4 separate regions of the Zea mays genome follow, and all the other regions are linked to region 1. Evidence: chromatin contacts called from public Hi-C data. All regions are on one chromosome and are shown on one strand. Each heading gives the region's core, a stretch centred on a gene start, on an enhancer-like site or on the middle of the called end of the contact. The rest is flanking DNA. Distances are from core to core; before and after follow the strand shown.

Evidence for each region. A called contact is a pair of places that touch in the nucleus more often than the background predicts.
Region 2: a Hi-C map of leaf shows a contact between it and region 1, with 6 times the contacts expected there. The contact joins the promoter of LOC100281978 here to the enhancer-like site in region 1. A contact is called at or near these places in 11 of 25 Hi-C or Micro-C datasets (bundle sheath, ear, endosperm and 4 more) and 1 of 3 datasets of contacts at active chromatin or transcription factors (seedling).
Region 3: a contact with region 1 is called in a Hi-C map of leaf, with 4 times the contacts expected there. The contact joins the promoter of LOC100194220 here to the enhancer-like site in region 1. A contact is called at or near these places in 7 of 25 Hi-C or Micro-C datasets (ear, endosperm, leaf and 1 more).
Region 4: a contact with region 1 is called in a Hi-C map of tassel, with 2.8 times the contacts expected there. The contact joins the promoter of LOC100501927 here to the enhancer-like site in region 1. A contact is called at or near these places in 5 of 25 Hi-C or Micro-C datasets (bundle sheath, ear, leaf and 2 more).

What each region holds. Positions count from the first base shown.
Region 1 is chr10:77,958,534-77,961,842 of Zm-B73-REFERENCE-NAM-5.0, forward strand. No RefSeq gene overlaps it. Among protein-coding and RNA genes, the nearest start is that of LOC100381576, 79 kb to the left of the region's middle. Within about 2 kb of position 1,713, at least 18 of the 20 cell types and tissues checked have an H3K27ac peak or open chromatin away from gene starts, as enhancers often do. A contact at or near this core is called in bundle sheath, ear, endosperm and 4 more, where this site is marked.
Region 2 is chr10:78,186,252-78,189,560 of Zm-B73-REFERENCE-NAM-5.0, forward strand. It overlaps LOC100281978 (transmembrane 9 superfamily protein member 1), which reads right to left and starts at 1,702. Exons shown (of 8, transcript NM_001154895.1): 1 at 1,372-1,702; 2 at 1,093-1,253. The coding sequence starts at 1,241.
Region 3 is chr10:77,739,029-77,742,337 of Zm-B73-REFERENCE-NAM-5.0, forward strand. It overlaps LOC100194220 (putative RING/U-box superfamily protein), which reads left to right and starts at 1,777. Exons shown (of 2, transcript NM_001139261.1): 1 at 1,777-1,900; 2 at 2,381-3,309. The coding sequence starts at 2,457.
Region 4 is chr10:78,116,348-78,119,656 of Zm-B73-REFERENCE-NAM-5.0, forward strand. LOC100501927 reads right to left here and starts at 1,529. Exons shown (of 1, transcript NM_001196565.1): 1 at 1-1,529. The coding sequence starts at 1,481. The coding sequence ends at 612.

The sequences.
Region 1 (3,309 bases), core at 463-2,962:
CAGCGTGTTAATAAGTCAATTAAAAGTCTGTGAAAGAAAACATATTGTGACGGCCCGATGGTAAAGGTTATTATACAGTAGATAGGAACTAATGATGCTTAATATGGACCAGTCGATAGCTAATATAAGCGTAGATATATAGCCGGATCCAGTCTTCATTTTAAAAAAAGTGAGTATGCCAAGGGAAGCGGAAAGCACATCACATGGCCGTCAATTTCGAGTGAGTGAGCCGTGATCGTGACATCTTACCACTGGTAGTCTTTTCTCTCTCTCCTCTGTTTCGCAGTTTCCAAGACGAGGAAGAGCAGCCACAGCTGCGGACAGCGAAAAGGATGGGCGGAGGTGACACGAGTGGCGCCGATGCATGCATGTGGATGTGGGATGCCATCATCCTTGCTACTTTCGTCAGCCTCTACCTTTTTTTTTACAGTACCGCCTGCCGCCTACGGCTTCATTTCGATTTTTCTCTCCTCGAATTTTTAGAATTTGTAAATACGGCTGGAGCAAAAAAAATTTCAAAAAAAAAAAAACAAATTGCCGATTCTCAGAGTGAAAAGAAAATGTCACTGTCAGAGAAAGCGACGTGGCTTCTTGTTGGATAGATAGAAGGTGGAGCTATTGCTAGTCCATAATGGCAGGTCCTTACCTAACCGTATTATATGCAAACAGAAGGTGCACACGGCTGGTGTACCAATCACGTGCGTTTGGCTCTCTCTCTCCCTCCTAGTACTAGTATTTGAGACAATTTCCTATTTTACACTAAAAACACCCTCAAAATAGAAATGTTCTATTTGGCATCAGATATAAATTTAATTCTCCATACAACACTACCATTAGTTCTAACCTGTAACGGTAGTTCTAACCTGTAACAGCAGTTACATGTTAGAACTAACGGTAGTGTCTCCAACAATTCCCCTAAGGGTTGATTTGGTGATAAGGGGATCCCGGGAGGATCGGTCCTAAAGCTCCTTAGAAGTCTCTCGCTGAATACATTTTTTTTGAAAAACGTAAAAAATGTGTCTTCAACAACTCCGCTAAAGTGTTCCCAACTTTTTTATAGCCCCTTAAAACTCCCTCATTTATAAGGTTTTTTTAGGCTCACTAGAAACAATCTACCGCTTCTTTAAGGGATCTGTTGGAGAAAGGATTAAAATCTACCCCTGCTAAAACACTAAACTGATGGAGTTGAGTCTCTCGTATCTCGTGCTGTGGAGGGGAGGGGAGCAGGGTCCATGCATCCATTAATTTTCGCACGGAATTCACAAGTTGACACGCACACAGTGTTGAAGATAGCAACGCCGTGCAGCAGTACAAAATACCCTTTACCACACTACCACTGGGTAGAGTGGAGTACGGGCATGCACCCCGGTACGTGAGCAGTGATTGATGAATCGGATCGCTTGTGGCACTGGCTGGACATCCCTGCCCGCCTGTCGTCTCCTTTCTTTCTTTCCCGTTGCGGTGGCTCTCTCCCGCGGCCGGCCCCGGTCGCTTTCGTTCTCCTCTCTCTCCCCTTGGCAATGGCAACCACAACAACAACCAGGCACAGGCAGCATCGTATCGTACGTGAAATGACGGGTGTGACCCGGGAGGGCAGAACCGTCCGTCACGTGGGCCGACGTCCTTTGCGTCGCTCCCTCCCTCTGGTCCAGGCGTCCTCCCCTCCGGGGGCCCACTTGCCTCGCGAGTTGATGAGAGAGCCTGGGAGGAGACGAGATGTCGCGAGATGACGCGTGCTGTGCTGTACGTGAACGTGAACGTGGGGCTGGCCTGGTCCTAGTACGAGTGCGCGCATCTTTCACGTCTGCAAGCAGTGCAGGCACACACACACACAACATGCCAGCTGTTAACGGGTCAAAAGTTTCTCCTGCCTCCGCGTCCGCACCATCTACCAGTGTTAGTGTAGACGTTTCGCTTAGTTTGTGCAGTGCAGACGTTGTGGCTTCGCTTCATTACCACACGGAGAGGTCGATGCCATGTACAGTATGCATGCATTGAAATTTAGGTAATGGTATGTTGCTACAGTTTCCGTTTGTGATTAAGCATAGTAGAGTTTAACTTCTGATATAATAAGTACAAGTTTTATATATGTTTGCTACTGTTGCAAGTAATAATATTTCACACAAACACATGCATGTTGTCATAAATTTGTTATGGTATTTCTAGATTATATTAAAGATAGACCCTATCTACATTCCTAAAAACTAAAACTGTCGATCATATAAGATCATTTTGTAAGGGGTGGCTCTCGATCCATCTCAGTTCGAGCTGACTCGTTTAGCTCGCTAGCTAAAAAAATATACACACATATAGAACAATATTATCAATCACTAGTTAATTCTAAACCAATTTAACACTAAAAAGAGTAATAATAGCTCTGGTAATTATACACTACACTTAAGATATAGAGAAGTAAATAGAAAAATGTGCTATAAATTGTACATTAGAAAAAGTAGCATGCAAATTTATAGAATCAATTTTCATCTCTCACCCCCATGAATTTAAGATAGGCTTATATATAAACTTTATAAATTTATGGAATGTCACTTTCTAAAATAAATAGCATACTCCATAAGTTAGATTTCAATCCCTCAAAATGATGGTAGTTATTGAGGAATGAGTTTAGGATTTCAATTTCACTGGAAGGATGATTGATATTTGTTTGGTCCAGCCTGTGAATTAACCCGACAAGGTCGATTTCACAATACAGATTCTCTTCTTCGCTAAAAACACCGAGAAACAAGGAATTGCTAGGACAGCGGAGTCGATAGCTAGCCTTTTACTACCGATACCGAAACTCAGTCAAGTGACCCAATAAAGGAGTGAGTGAGAGCAGCTACAAGCTAGGGTAGGCAGGTTGTCCGACAAATGGCTTTCCTATCACTGAAATTATATACTCTTTTAAGAAAGGAAAAAAGAATGCGGTAGGCAGACACTTTTCAAAGCAGGAACCAACAGAGTTGAGTAAAGAAAATGCACAACGGATTTGGCCCCAAAAGATAGACAAATAGCAAAGATCACCAACACAAATTACACATAAGTCTTTTTAGATTCTAGAAAATATGACTTCTTCACTTCGACGAAAGATGGAGCCATTAAAAATACTCAAAACCAACTAGCATGAAAATCCAACTATTATCTAACTCAGTAACTACTAGGTAAGCTCCCTCAGTAAACAGGTCTCAGCTGATAAGTGTAGTATCCCTCCATCATACGGAGTACTAGGCGGCGGTGCTGAGACAGAAACAAACGAGGCCTTAGGAAAATAGAAATCCCTTGAAAAAATGTGGTTCCCAGACTAGCCCTTAA
Region 2 (3,309 bases), core at 452-2,951, 230 kb after region 1:
GTTCGGAGATTTTCTCGGCTGGGAACATGTTTCAGTCTCTTCTTAATATAATACCAGGAGGACGGTCTTTCTCTCACCGGCCGAGTTTTTATTGTTGAAGTATGTAGTTTGTACTCATCTCATTTGTTTCAGATGGATTGTGGAAGTACCAAGTCTATACTCAACTCATTTGTTCAGTTATGCAAGATTGAGGGAATATTCTTTGTGCCATGGCTCATGGCATGACATTCAGCATGGTAGAAGAATGGAGTTATCAAGATTATTATCAAACATCCAAGCTAAATAAGTAGCTCTGAAAACACTTAGGGTGTGTTTGGTTTGACTTTTGGCTTTGGCTTTTGCCCCCTAAAAGCCAAAAGTCAAACCAAGGGCCGAATCTAGAAAGCAGCTTTTTCTAAAAGCCGACTTTCTTGTAGTGCAAAACTGAAAGCACCTCTGGACCTGCTTTTAGCAGCTTTTAGGTGGAACTGTAAAAATATATATGGAAGAATTTTTAGCGACTTTTAGTAGTTTCCACCAAACGGTTTTTAGTTTTTTAGCAGTTCACAGTCCACAACAGCTTTTTTCACAACTCACAACCCACAGCAGCTTTTTTCACAGCCACAGCCCAACCAAACAGACCCTTAGTAATGTGTCCCTGTTTCTATAATTGAAGAATATCACTATACCAGTCTCCTAACGCCGATTCATAACTATTGTTAAGCCCTATAATTGAGTAAAACATGACCTATGAAACACACGGTAATGTTTAAGCTGATGCATTGAAAAGCCGAGCAATTGGGGGAAAATCTCTGTTATAACTGTCATTTCTTATCCATAATAGACCACTGGGCAAGATTCCTCTTGGTCAGATTTCTGTCGCATGATTACTCATAGTTCCTATGCATACAGTCACTTGCCAATTGAGTAGGTGATTTTGGATTAGCTATTAGGATTTTTGGTCGTTTTACTCTCTTTCAAACAGTAGAGTTTTATCAGTAATCCGATTGTGACACAACCTTAACCACCAAGGTAGACAGCAAGCTTATTAAAACTCGCATTGTAAGGAGAACGGTGTATCGAAAGTTTGCGGGTTGCAAGAGTGTGCTGTACCTTGGATTGTGGAAAGGCCCGACCTTGTTGGCGTAGAGAGGAACATGATCCCCTTCCTTGTACTTATGATCAGAGCCATCAGCTCTGGCTCCCAGTGCACAAGCCAAAACTACCACAGCAAGAACAGCACCCGCCCCCGTACTCGCCATCTCCGCAAGCACCTGTTCAAGAGCACCGACAAGTTAGAGAGATCCCGCACCAGAGAACAGCCTGCACATGTAACGCGCAAAGGCGAGATCCTTGCGCAGACTCGAGCCCACCAGCCCCTAAGATCCTTACCAAGATCCAAACTTTCCACCCGGATAAAGCTCAGGCGTCAAAATGACGAGACACTGTCGGGAGATTTCAGCGGGAAAGCGTCCAAACGGCGCCGCTCCCGCACCGCTGCGGGGGCGGCTGATTTGGTGCGAACCCGTCGATGGGGCGGCGGAATTGGGTGAGAACCGTCGACTGGGGAGGGGCGCTTGGGGATGCAACTGCCGGGGATCTGCTGGGCAAAGAAGCTCGGGCAGATTTTGGGAGGAAGAACCGGACACGGGAGGAGATGTATTGAAAGTTCAATAGTTTTTATGGTTTGTCTGGTCAAGCAGCTTGGGAATGGAGAAATCTCTTGGATCTATGGAAGGAGCCGGCCGTGTTTCTCCTTTTGACTTCAGGCAACTCGCGATTTCTAAATTCCGCGGCTTGGCTGCATTCAGCACGATTTTTTAAAAATAATGTTGTTAATGGTTAATTGCTGCTTTGGGTGTTATTTAAGAAAAAAGTTATAACCTTGTGGCTTGTTTGAAAGCACCACAATTTCTGAGGTTTGTAAGTTTGTTTGGTTAGAGAGCAATAACAGCGGAACGGTTTCATTGCAGATTTCGAGAGCTAGATGATTCCATACTCTAAGAACAGCGGAACGGTTTGTTCGGTTATTTTTGTTTCATGTGGATTAGAGTGGATTGGGTAGGATTGAGATGTATTTTGACCTATTATGGATTTAAATCGACTCGATACCATCCAATACACATGGATACACATCAAAACGAACAAGCCCTAAAAGAGAAAGGGACAAGTGGAATGGTGAGATTCCAACGAATTTTTGGGGCAAGCTCGTCATAGAACTAATGTAAATATTCTCGATTTAGAGTCGCTTCTCTTCGACCATTCTGTTCGCTCTTCAACCAAACGTAAAATAAAGCGGCTCCATTCTGCCTCGTTTCCCAACTAAATGGACAAGAAACTCGTTTCTACCCTAGTTTTTAAAAATTGGTTTAATTAGAAAAAACTAGATGTGTGGACTAATTTTTAGCTTTTAAAATACACAAAGACAAGTTTACCGTTACTTTATTTTAAAAGTAGCTGATTCAATTACTCCCTTCATTTTGTCGGTGTCAATTTCAGATTTCAAATAATATCAGGGTATTTGCTTATGTGTTTTATTATAAAGACATTATCCTTTTAATAGGTATAGGGTCCTTAATTATTGTATGATTCACGTATTTATTTAAAAGAATATAATTTCTTATGTAAAATCTATATTAAGTGATAGTTTAACTTAATTCTTTTTTAGAGAATAGATCTTTAACCCAAAGGATAGTTCACATAATAATCTTTTAGATAATCTATTATTTGAAAACATATTTATTTAAATCATGAAATAAGTTTTTTTTCTAGTTTACCCATAATAGAATTTTAGAGCGTTACATGCGTCCTCGTCGGCGGGCACTGCCCAAACCGTCGTCGGTAAGGGAGACGAATTCGTGTTAATAGATCTAGAATGAACAATTAAGAGATTAAATCTTATGCGTACCGGTTCGGTTATTTTGAATCGGGCCACTAGTCTAAGATCGTATGACCTCGATCGCATCCCCCCAACTGCACCCAACCTTCAAAGGACCCCTAAACTTTTCTGGTTTCGCAAAGAAATCCACCACAGTTCAAGTTGTATCACATTCATTCTTGTTTTAATGGAGTAGACCCTGAGTTTCAAAGGAATAGAACCCGCCATTCGAGTTAAACATATTTAGATCGGATCCCCTCTGTTTTAACTTGTATTTACGTAGAATTCCTTGGTTTTTGCAAATAAGTCCATGAAAATAAATTTTTAAATATAAAATTGATCCTAAACTTGTTTTTGCCATAACTTTCTCGGTTTAACTCTGATTATAGTGGTTCTTGAGCCTACAGATTCGTATCAACACATAGATTTGTTTTATGCATATGTTTTCTCTG
Region 3 (3,309 bases), core at 527-3,026, 220 kb before region 1:
TGTCGTTGTCGAGACTTGACACAAATGATTTCATGTATGACTAATGATGATGTGCACCTGCTTGTCATGTTGTTGTCAAAACTCAAAACAAAGAATTTTAGGTATGACTAATGACGTTACTTATATGCTTGTCGTGTTGTTGTTGAAACTAGGAACAAAGAAATTTGGGTAAGACGAATGATGCTACACACCTACTTGTTATAACTCAAAAGAGAGGATTTTGGATACGGCTGATGATGTTGCATACCTTCCTATAATGTTCTTGTCGAAAGTAGAAACCAAAGGTTTTTGTGTTTGATTAATGATGCCACACACTTGCTTGTCGTGTTGTTGTCGAGACTTGACACAAATGATTTCGAGTATGACTAATGACATCTACGTACATGTTTGTCGTGTTGTTGTCGAAACTAAAAACAGAGGATTTAGGCACGACTAATGACGTTACTTCTATGCTTGTCATGTTGTTGTCGAAGCCAGAAACGGAGAATTTTCCAGTATGACTAATGACATCTACGTACATGTTTGTCGTGTTGTTGTCGAAACTCAAAACGAAGGATTATATGCACGAATAATGACGTTACTCATATGCTTGTCGTGTTGTTGTCGAGACCAGAAATAGAGAATTTCCCGGTATGGCTAATGATATCTAAGTACATGTTTGTCGTGTTGTTGTCGAAACTCAAACCAGAGGACTTTAGGCACGACTAATGATGTTACTTCTATGTTTGTCGTGTTGTTGTCGAGACCAGAAACCGAGAATTTTCCGGTATGACTAATGATATCTACTTATATGTTTGTCGTGTTGTTGTCGAAACTCAAAACAGAGGATTTTAGGCACGACCAATGACATTACTTCTATGCTTGTCATGTTGTTGTCAAAGCCAGAAACGGAGAATTTTATGATATGACTAATGATATCTACGTACACGTTTGTCGTGTTGTTGTCGAAACTCAAACCAGAGGACTTTAGACACGACTAATGATGTAACTTCTATGTTTGTCGTGTTGTTGTCGAGACTAGAAACGGAGAATTTCCGGTATGACTAATGACATCTACGTACATGTTTGTCGTGTTGTCGTCGAAACTCAAAATAGAGAATTTTAGGCACGACTAATGACGTTACTTCTATCCTTGTCGTGTTGTTGTCGAGATAAAAAACGGAGAATTTTCCAGTTTAACTAATGACATCTACGTACATGTTTGTCGTGTTGTTGTCGAGACCAGAAACGGAGAATTTCCGGTATGACTAATGGCATCTACGTACATGTTTGTCGGGTTGTGTCGTCGAAAGTCAAAACAAAGGATTTTAGGCACGACTAATGACGTTACTTCTATGATTGTCGTGTTGTTGTCGAGAACAAAAAACGGAGAATTTTTCGGTATGACTGATGGTATATACGTACATGTTTGTCGCTCGAAACCAGAAATGGAGGCTTAAGGGCACGACTAATGATTCTACTCATCTACTCGAAACCAGAATTTACCGTGCTGTACAGAGTATCTAGTCGGTGACTTTGCCATAGTTAAACCCTCTAGCGATCTATATTCATGCTCGCTCATTTTGGCGACGAAACGAGGAGGAAGCCTGCTCGCGCTACAACAAGCACCGAAGTATCTCTATCTCTAAGATATTATATCTCTAGATAGTATAAATATAATATCTGCCAAAATACCTTCTAATAATCAATGCGATCAAATCTTTTTTGATTCAAAAATAAATGATTTCCATGCTATAAAACGGGGGCACCAGCGGGCCTCAGGGCACCACCACCAAACACAAGAGAAGTAAAACCAAGTGTCAGTCTCTGACTCCCCCTCCCCCCCGGTTCCTCACTTTCTCCTGTGCCGTGGTCTTGACAGTCCGGGCCCACTCTCGAGTCTCCGACCGCATTGAACTCTGTAAGGAATACATAACTCAAATCCCATCGCTTCCATGTCGTTGGTTGCAAGTGGTGGAGCTTTGGGACATGTTTGAAATTTAGGGTTTCTTCATTAGGATTATTAGTTTGTGAATTGTGATCCTTCCTTTTTCGCTGAAGTGGTATCCCCAGTCTTGTTTCAGTTAATGTGCATTTTTTAGAAAAAAAAAGCAGGGGTAAAACTCTATTTTTTTAATAAAAATGATTCACTCCTGGAACCAGTTTCGGACGCTCCTCCCCACCGCTATCGCCGCTGATGGTGGGGCCTGAGAGAACCTCGGCCCTCCTCCGGCGCCGCCAAATTCCGGTGAAGTCTCCATAGGTTCGTGCCGGAGGTTCGATTTTGCTGGACCCCATTTGGATCCTGACCTCCGGCATTGTGCCATTCTCGGAGTAGGGGGAGGCTCGCTCGCTCTTCCTGTTTTTGACTGGTGTCTCGTCCATGGGTGGGGTCCTGCAGGTGTGTACTGTATTAATCATTTAATCGGCGCCAGAGCGACTGGGCGCCGCGCTGCTGCGACTGCGACTACGCGGGCATGGCGGGGAAGGAGGCGGCGGAGAGCAGCAGGGCCAGGAGGCGCATGGATCTGAACCTGTACGTGGGCCTCCCGCCGCTGTCGCCGCCTCGACTCTGGCTCGACACCTCGGCGCCTTCCCGAACGACGTGGGTGTCCCACTCGGGTCCCGGTGCCGCGCTGGACGCTCCAAGGACACGCGAGCCCGAGGAACCGCTCGCCCCGGCGGCGGCGGCGGCGGCGGCCTACTCGCCGTCGAACGCGCTCTTCGCCCCGGACCCGGAGGAGCACCCGGTGTTTGATCCCTTAGTGTACTCCTGGCTCGACGGCAGCGGTGAAGAGTACACCGATGCTCCTGCGCTGTCGGCGCCGGCTCCAACGCCGGTGGATGGTCATGGTGTCTCTGGGCCGCAGTTTCTGATGGCTGCCACTGGGCTGGACGGGGACGATCTTGCGGTACCAAGGCCTGTGCACCCTAGCCGGGTGGCGGCGGCTGCTGCTGCTGCTGGTGGACTGGAGATGGTCGGCACGAGCGTACTTGGGCAGTCCACTCAAGGTGCGACTGCAAGTGAAGCAGGGGAGCTCCGGTTCCTGAGGGCGATACGGATCAGCCAGCAGCACAACATCGTGAGGTCAGGACCAGCGAGCCACACTCAAGTGGCAGCTAGCACGGATGCGGGTAGCCTGGTCATGGCAATGCAACACACACAAAGCGCTTTCGAAGCAGCAGCAGATCCGGATGGCGGCGGCGACAAGGTGCGTGGAAGCGACGCCGCAGAGAAGGACGGGTCCTGTGACTGCAACTGCGACTCCAGCTTCGAGTGCAACATCTGCCTCGAGCGGGCCAAGCAGCCGGTGGTCACGTCCTGCGGCC
Region 4 (3,309 bases), core at 279-2,778, 160 kb after region 1:
CCAAGCGCGATGGTCAGGTGGCCGCGCCACGACGACACAGCCGCCGCCAAGGGGCTGCGACTGTGGAGCTGGTCGTGCAACGTGCTATTCGCCATGAACTCGTACACCAGCACACGCTCGCCGGAGTCAGCGCAGCAGCCCAGCAGACACACGATGTTCTTGTGGTTGGCACGCGCCAGCGCGGTCAGCTCCGAGTCGAACGCCGTCTCTCGGTCTCAGTGCCACGCCACTGAGCTTGATGCCTTTGCCGAGTCCTCGATGTGCTTGATCGCGACCTCGCGCCCGTCGGGCAGGGTGCCACGGTACACGGACCCGAAGCTGCCGGTCCCGATCTGGCTGTCGTCGGAGAACCCGTCCGTCGAGGCGTGGAGCATGTCCAGCGTGAAGTTCTCCACCACCACGCTGCCAGGCCCCCTACTCCTGCTGGACCCGACCCTCGGCGGCATCAGCAACTGCTGCGCACCACCGGAGGTATCCTGTTCGTTCCTGCAGCGGCGCGGCGCCGGTGACACCACAGGACCAGCGTGAACTGCAATGCCACGAAGAAGACAAGGAAAGCGGCGGCCCCGCTGCAATGGTAATCCACATGGTCCTCCTACTCCTGTCGCCCTTCACGGGGACGAGCGATGCGTTGGGCCTGGCGACGTTGAGCTCGAACGCGCAGTCGACGCAGACGCAGCGGCCATCGTCGCAGAGGTTGGCGGAGCCCGGCAAGACGCCGCATTGGCACAAGGACATGGGCAGGCAGGGGCCCGGTAAGACGCGACCGAAGACGAGGCGGTTGGTGGCGTTGAACTCAGGTTCGCCCCAGCAGACCAGGGCCCAGCAGACCAGGGAGTAGTTGGCCATGAACACGCCACAAAAGGCCTTGTCGTACGCGCGCACGTCGAGGAACTGGGCGCGCACGAGTCAGGCTGGCGGCACGGCCACGCCGTCGCCGAAGCAGCGGATGGTGGAATCCGGCGACAGCGGCTGCCGCCGTGTCGTTCCCGGAGCAACGGATGGACGCCGGCGTCCCTTTGAGGATCCCGCACACGAAGCTGTCCCCCACGGCGGCGACGGCGAACCGGAGGTCCCTGGAGATGTTGAGGCCGCGCCAACGCCAGCAGTGGAGCTCCCTGCTGCTGAGCACCCCGCAGACGCGGTACTCTCCCGAGGACAGCGCCCGGAGCCCTTGAGCAGACGCTGTTGGGGAAGGCAGCCGCGAGACCAAGTGGACGAGATCTTTGAGGGAGAGGATGGGAAGAAAGATGTTGTGGGCTAGGAGCGGAGCGGAGGATGTCGAGACGCCATGGATGGAAGGGCGTCGTGGGGAGGCGAGATTTGCGGGCGCGGCTGCACAAATGGGAAGAAATATCTGGCGCGGGCGCGACGGCTGCCATGGATGCGTCGGCATAGATGGGAAGGAGTCGCCCGTGCGCGGAGGGATCGCGGCTGCACAAATGGTAAGAAATTTCTGGCGCGGGCGCGCCGGCTGCCATGGAAGGGCGTCGCGGAGGGTCAGTCGGTCATGCGCGGTGGGGGAGGCGCGATTTGTGGGGAGCCGCCCGTGCGCGGAGGGATCGCGGCTGCACATATGGGAAGAAATATATGGCGCGGGCGCGGCGGCTGCCATGGAAGGGCGTCGCGGAGGGTCAGTCGGTCATGCGCGGTGGGGGAGGCGCGATTTGTGGGGGAGCAGCCCGTGCGCAGAGGGATCTCGCCGCGGATCCATCTCGCCCCAGGGAAGGGGAGCGGGGCGCGCGGGCAGACGGACGTCGAGAGGGAGAACATGGCGCACGAGTGTGGACGCCTACAATGAGAACTTATAGAGTAGTAGAGATTATATAGTGAATTAATAGTCTACTAGGTATGTGCCCGTGTGTTGCGACGACGTATAAATTATTCGATAAATATTAGTGCACAACGATTACATGAAAACGGACAACATATATATCATCAACCCCATATCTCACAAATTAACACTAATGACATGAAATTTGTGTGCAATTCAAATAGTGATAAAATACATTGATATGTAAAAATATTATATGTTATTCTATACTTTTATTAGCATCACCAAAAGTGGACGTTTATATATCTTAAAAGATATATAAGATTGTACATGTGCTTTATCATTGATAAAAAATGAACAATGATAAATATGTAGCGAATATTAATCAACATTGATTCCATAGAAGGATAGTATGTAACAAAAATGAGCAGCGTGATTTTTGGCTGCTTTATTCGATAGATCAAGCCAGGGAAGAGCTTTGCTTCATACTGGGAAGCGAAAGGTCGAGCAAAATGTCAGAACAGTAGCAGGAAAAATCAACAAGGTTGCTGAGAGAATTATGTTAAAAAAGATGAGGAATGCAACTTACACTTAAATCAATTCACAATTAAAAGAAAGATAGGTCAAGAATTTGTGTAGCAGCCTGATAGATGAATTGGGGAAAATAGTGATACCTTTAAATCAATTCACAAAAGCGTGAAGTTATACATAGTTGACTCACAATTAAAATAAAGGGAGATCACGGATTTGTGTAGCAGACTAATAGATGAATTGAGAAAAAATGATGACACTCTTAAATCAATTCATAAAAGTGTGAGGTAGACAACTGTGTCGCAACCCATTTTCTTCCTGATTCAACAAATTAACGCGACTAAGAATGGCATTAGATGGGAGTGCTTTACCACATATACAGAAGTTCAGGATAGAGACACCGAACTGAAACAACATATTGTATAGAAGTATGGACTAATAAGACAAAGGATAGGGCTAAGGGGATTGGATCACCTTGAATAGGTTAATCTTTGTGATTTGACAGGAACGACAACATGTTGAACATATTAAGCTAGTATATAGGACATAGTTTGAGCCATCAAAATTTTTGGATAAGTCTACAGTTTCATATAAATGTTGTGATCTCACAGGAACTACAATTTTATATAAAGGGAAACCATGAATTTTAAGGTCAGGTAGATATATTTTTAGACAAAACTTTGGACACCATACTGCATATCATATTAGTGTTTGTGAAAAGAGGTGTGGTTTCATATTTAAGTGACTGATGTTTTAAAAAATAAAAAATCTGACAAGTGCTAAAATAGCTCATGTGGTACACTTAATATACAAAATGTCGTGCAGGACATATTGTCCACAAATATTGATTCAACTACAACTAAAACTCTATTTATTTACGGAAGGGGTGCACGAATGATAAAGCTACAATCAATTAGAGAAAAGGAAACATATATAAAACTTAGACACACAAACCTGAAATTGCCAAATGAACAACCACACGAGTAGTTCTCTATTTTGTAAAC